Regions from separate parts of the Triticum aestivum genome. Here region 2 is linked to region 1. Evidence: chromatin contacts called from public Hi-C data. All regions are on one chromosome and are shown on one strand. Each heading gives the region's core, a stretch centred on a gene start, on an enhancer-like site or on the middle of the called end of the contact. The rest is flanking DNA. Distances are from core to core; before and after follow the strand shown. Region 1 holds the start of LOC123120970 (neurofilament light polypeptide). Region 2 holds the start of LOC123120973 (alpha-galactosidase).

Region 1 (2,988 bases), core at 193-2,692:
ACACGGGAAAAGGTCGGTTGTAGAAAAAGAGATCCAGGATACTTTTCTTTAATATTGCAAATAAATAAATTATCCATGATATTTGGAATACAAAAGTTTGTAAAACTGGGACATTTACTTGATCCAAACATCTCCAAGCATTTACAACTATAGTTTTTCTACAGGCATGATATCCCTATGGAACTCCAAAGAGAACTTTGCATCCAAAGAGGGATACAAAATTTAAAGGAACTTTCAGCAAGTGGGAGAGGCTCCTACTGTTCTACTAAACTAAAAACAATCTCTGTACAAAGCAATTAATACTCTCTCCCAATTCCTCATGCAAGAGGGCCAACTCATATGATCCTTGGGCTTCTGCAAGGCAACAGCTATACAAACTCAATGTTTTAGTCATCCCGTAAAAAAATAACTCAAGGTTTTAGTCCATGTGCATAGAATTAGGAGCATCCTCATAGGCAGTGAGTTGATCATAGAGCTCAGCAAAGCGCTCAACATAATCCTCCAGAGAACTGGTTGGAGCAATTCGAAACAATTTTCTGAGAAGAGTTTGATGTTGATTATGGCCAAACCTGCTCTGAAGTGGAGCACAAAAATCAGTCCAACTGAAATTGGGGCATTAATCTTTGCACTGATTCGAGCCACCTAGCAGCAGCACCTTCAAATTGAGCCGTGGCCATGGAAATCTACCTATGCATTGGAGTACCCTAGAGACGGAACTGATCTTCGCATCAATTCTGCCACAACCTTGGATTGGTGTCGTCAAATTTCGGAAGCTCCATTGGTAGAGAAAACAGGGAATGTTTAGTAGCATCCGCAACATGGAAATGTCGAGGGGAAAATTTTCTTGGAGAAGAATTAGCGCGCACCTCGGTGGCGGCACCGCCACGACCATGACCAACGTTCCGCGACGACGAACTCCCGTCCCCCTTGTGGCCTGGATCCGTGGTCTCTTGCTTGTACATGCTCGCCTTAATTTGCTCCTGATCGAGCGCAAGCTCTTCACGGACCCCATCCACCCGCACCGACATGAGGCCATCGAGCGTGGCATTATTCGCCTCTAGAAGTTTGCTCATGGAATGGAGAAGCGTGTCGCTGACGATCTCGTGGTGGAGGAGCTCGTAGACGACGCTGCTCTCGGGGTTGAGTTCCTCCATGGCTTGTCGGCGGCGGCGGTCGCTGAATCGAGTGTGTGTGGCGGTCAAGCGGGATCTCCAGGACGAAGGCTCTAAACGCCAACTTTGAGCTACTCACTGGATTCAACTCACAAGGACTAGGAATTTCATGGAAGTTTGATCTAGAATTTTTTTCGAAACGGAAGTTTGATCTAGAATTTTTTTCGAAACGGAAGTTTGATCTAGAATTCGAGTTTAGCTAGAAGTCACTTCTATGTTTTATCCATTACAACGAACACAGTCGTCCAAATCCTAGCCAAAGAAGAAAGAAGAAAGACAACGGCTAAAAGTAGGAGTACAACCGATCAGCTGGCCCAGTTTAGGCTTGCAAGCCATTGGGGAAGCTTCTTGGGCCTTGTCGACTAGGTCCTTGAGCTGGAGTTGTAGCGGCTACGCTGTTGTCGACAACGCTACATTAGGTACAATAGCTTGTTTTCTCCTTCAGTGTTAGTGTCCAAACAGGTCGTTGACATAGTAGACAGTTCAAAAGTCATCGTGCTAAATCCCAATAGGACCAGCGCACCAGAACAACAAACTCAGAAGAACACCTAAAAATGAAGCAGAAGCCTCCCCACCAGCAAAAACACACGAGTCGGATCGGCGACGACACCGGCAGGAGGCGGGAAAACCCTAGATGAGTAGCTTGTGTGGGAGAGGAGTTGTAAACGTGACGTTCTCTCCCCGACATTTCCTTTATGCCGAATATAGCAATGCTATGTCGACAGAGCAGAAACCGGTTCCTGTTATTTTCTTGAATCGATTCGTGTTAATTCCAGGCGCCATAGGAATAAGATGCATGGACTGTGCGTGCCGACCTGGTAGGGCACGTGTCCACCGTCGGTCCACATTCATGTACGCCTGAGCTGAGGCCCCCAAGCTTCAAATCATATAGTAATACACATACGGCGGCCCCACATACGGCTACCGTAGAATGTAAACCGGCCCTATAAATTCGGACCGGCCGGCCGGCCTGGTAGTAACGACGAACCAACAAGACAACTACTGTAGAACACAAGAAAGAAACCTGTAGCACCGAGCTAGGCGAAGGTCGATCGAGATAGATGCAGGGCGGGGAGAGCGCGGCGGGCGCGGCCAAGGAGGCGGGGGCGAACCTGGGCGCGTCGGCGTGGGCGGGCAAGGAGAAGACCATGGCCGCGGTGCAGGAGCAGGTGGAGAAGGCCAAGGCGCACGACGACCCGGCGGCCCAGGCGGAGGCGGAGGCCAGGAAGGAGGAGCGGGTCATCGAGGTGGAGGCCGCCAAGCAGGACGCCTACCGCCACAACGCCGCCGTCGCCAAGGACGGCCGCGCCGCCGCCGTCGTCAAGGATGAGAAGGAGGCGGCCGCCGACGACGAGGAGGAGGCCGTAGTCTCCGCCTGACGACTCCTCCGGAAAACCTCCTTCTCCAGTGTTTTCATTTGTTCGACCGACTGTATGTATTGTATTGTATTGTTTGGCGTGCTGACGTGCATTTGGAATTGTTGTTGTGAGAAGAGTTGTTGTTATTGGAGATGAAGATGCATTTTTTTACGTTACGTGCATCGCAATGCGATGTGATCCTTTGGTCCGTTCTGGTGGACCATGTACTCCTTCACCTTTAGCTGTTCAAAATCTGAAAACAAGAGGGAGAAGAAACCGGTAGCGCTTCCGACGGATTCGTTATCTCCCTCAAAACAAAAACGGATTCGTTATCTGTATTGTCATTGGGTACGGTCCGACGTTCGCTACGATGGTCCATCGATCTGATCTCAGTGCAATGCAACCGGTGGCAGTGGCAGTGGACCATCACAGCTGTCGCTCCTCCCAGCTCACGAGCC
Region 2 (2,996 bases), core at 210-2,709, 290 kb after region 1:
TGGAGGCCCAACAACGTCTACAAGAAGAAGGTTGTGTAGTAGACATCAAAGTTGCAGCTACCGAGGTAGTGGAGGATGCGCCTACGTGCCTTCGTGATCGTGGGTGGCAAACTCCTCCTTGACGACCTACCTGCGTGCCGTCGTGATCGCGGGCGGCAGCTCCTCCTTGATGACCTACCCGTGCCAGTTACCAGGGGGCAGCCCGTTGATCCGGCCGTACCGGCTGTGCCGCAACGACACCAGATCCTCCTTCACGCGACGCCCGATTTAGACGCCACAATTACGTGGTGGGGATATCGGCTCCTCCTTGAGATGGCGGAGAGGGGACGCCAACTCCTACTTGACGCGGTTGTCAGGGGGGTGTGACTCTTCCTTGATGGCACGCGACATCAAGGGCGGTGTCTAACCAAGTTCCCGGAGCAACTTCTCCATCGGCAGCTCGATCTAACGGACGAACTTCCTGTTCGTCACCACGACCTTCGAGAGGAGGTGCGGTTGCTTCTGCTTCTGCGACGGCACTGGTCCTCGTTGTCGTCAGAGGAGATGGCGATCTCCTCCTTGCCGAAAGAGCTGGTGGCCGAAGAGCCCGAGGGCCCCGGAGAGCGATGGCGACGGCATAAAGATCCAAGGAAGATCCAGAGCCGTTGTCACCGCCTGCCGGCAAGGAGAACGACAACTTAGGCATGGTTTGGATGGGGAGAAGACGAGGAGTTTGAAGAAGCGAATGAGCGCAAAGATGTGGATGTGGACGTCGCTGGAGAACAGATTATATAGGCGCGGCTAGGCCAGCGGAGGGCGGTCAGCCTGCTTCAATGCGACACAATGGCCAGAGTTGGTTTCTTGAGACAACACGTCCGCATTGAAGCGGCCACGCATGTCTGGTGGCATTAATGCCGACCACTGCAGCTCTGGGCCGGCATGAATGCGGCGCATCCGTTGAAGAAAAAACATGGAGAGGATTTTGGGTGGGCCGGGTGTGTCAGGGCCGCAAAGCCCCCTCTGATTTGCGGGAAAACAGACGTCCGGACCCATTCACGGACGGATGCAGGGCTATGTTGGATGGCAAAAGAACGTCCGAACCATGCGCTCGAGACGGATGTGGATGGTTTAAGAGTCAACGTTGGAGATACCTAATGTATTTTAACCATCTCCCAGGTCGGTGGTCAAACTCCTCAGTCTTTTTTATGGCTCCGAAGCAACACATGATTCTCAGGTGACCAAAGTTATCGGCGCGCCCCCGTCTCCCCGCATTTCTCTCGGAGTGAAGTAGAGACGTGCCAGTAGGTCCAACGTGGTTGTTTCTGGATGGCTCACCCACAGCAGTCCAAACACGATTCTCAGATGACCATTTCAAATTATACTGGTTCTGCACACAGCTGCATGAAGGAATTGGTAATCAGCCGGGTGGCACCGCCACCGTGAGATCCCAGGCTCTAGTCTTGTCGTTACAACGACCTCACCCAGGATGCGTGGAGATGAGATGCATATAAGCGGATCACTCGCAAGACCGAGTCACATCACACTCACACGCGCGCACAGGGACAGTGAAAGGATCCTCTGCCATGGCCAGAGCGGCGGCACCCTTGCTCCCCTTCTTCTTCCTCCTGCTGTCCTCGACATCGCCGGCGGCGGCCCAGAAGAATCGCCTTGGCCGGACTCCCCAGATGGGGTAATGGATCTGTCACCTCTTTACTTTATTCAGTCGGTTTTGGTTGTAAACTTCCATAAAAATGCTGCGTCCTTTTTATGATGATCCTCTCTTTTTCGGAATCTGGTCCGTGTGGTTAAGTACTGATTTGATTAGGACCCTCTGACGAACGTTCGCTGGGGGAGGCGGCACATGCAAACAATTCAATGGCATTTTTAGTTGATGAAGTGGGGAGATATGGCATTTTCTTCACAAGATATTCTCGTTTTACAACTAAAACTGCTATAGCAAAGATGGTTCGTTTGTCAAAGCGAACATTCGCCAGGGAAACATTTTCGTTTGATTAAGTCTCTTCCTGCAGTAGTCCCAAAAAATGATATGCTCTGCTCTTGCCTTTAGGACTTGTTCCCCCTCAACCCCCTTCAGGCCTCCTTTGGTTTGGAATTTTTTTTGTAGGAATTTTACAGGAAAGGATTTTCAAAAGGAAAAAAAATCTTTTATAGTCCTTTGGTTTGTAAGAATAGAATCATATTTCTACGGAGGAATTGTTACCATCCTGCACATCTCAGGAAAATAAACATTACCCTAGACTCAATGAAAACAAATCCTATGATGTGAACTAACAGACATCTATCTTCCTATTCCTATTCATATAGGATTTAAAATACACGACATCTCAATTTCTACAAGTTTCACATTCCTATTATATTCCAACCCTATGAACCAAAGAAGGCCCGGATCCTCTTCAAGCCCTTCTAAACCGAACAGGGAGAACTGGTTTCTATCTGCTTCTCCATGAAATATTTCCAACAATCAAGTCTTGCTGAACTGACAGCACGGTGTATTCAGGTGGAATAGCTGGAACCACTTCGGCTGCAAGATAGACGAGGTGATAATCCGAAAAATAGGTAAGGATGGTGCTCCCTTGCTCTCTTAGCCAGGAAAATCAAACCTTGCATTGCTGCAAAAAATAAATAAATCACCTTGTGTTTGTGCAGCTGATGCCATGGTGGATACTGGTCTTGCGAAACTGGGGTATGAGTATGTCAACTTAGGTAATCGCTTCGCGTTTCTCGCTCTCTTTGGTTTTCGCCCTTTTCAACTCTTCATGTTTGGAAATGAGGACCGCAATATTCACAGTGGATATGTTTGTTTTGAAACTGCAGACGACTGTTGGGCATCTCATGACAGAGACTCCCAGGTGACTAGTAGTACATGTTAATAGAAGAGATGATATGTGTGTAGATAGAAAGAACAAAACAAATTTTAAAATCCATTATTGATCCTCAATCATGTGAAACCAGCATAAGCTTTTCAGCTGCAATGTTAGAACGACGTATTTTCATAG

The links. Hi-C and Micro-C count contacts between places; a contact is called where the count stands out from the background.
Region 2: a Hi-C map of leaf shows a contact between it and region 1, with 9 times the contacts expected there. The contact joins the promoter of LOC123120973 here to the promoter of LOC123120970 in region 1. A contact is called at or near these places in 2 of 5 Hi-C or Micro-C datasets (both in leaf).

What each region holds. Positions count from the first base shown.
Region 1 is chr5D:280,039,528-280,042,515 of IWGSC CS RefSeq v2.1, forward strand. LOC123120970 (neurofilament light polypeptide) reads left to right here and starts at 1,443. Exons shown (of 1, transcript XM_044540919.1): 1 at 1,443-2,681. The coding sequence starts at 2,234. The coding sequence ends at 2,551. LOC123120968 (protein ENHANCED DISEASE RESISTANCE 2-like) reads left to right here. Exons shown (of 22, transcript XM_044540915.1): 22 at 1-150.
Region 2 is chr5D:280,332,089-280,335,084 of IWGSC CS RefSeq v2.1, forward strand. It overlaps LOC123120973 (alpha-galactosidase), which reads left to right and starts at 1,460. Exons shown (of 13, transcript XM_044540925.1): 1 at 1,460-1,669; 2 at 2,498-2,556; 3 at 2,647-2,849. The coding sequence starts at 1,563.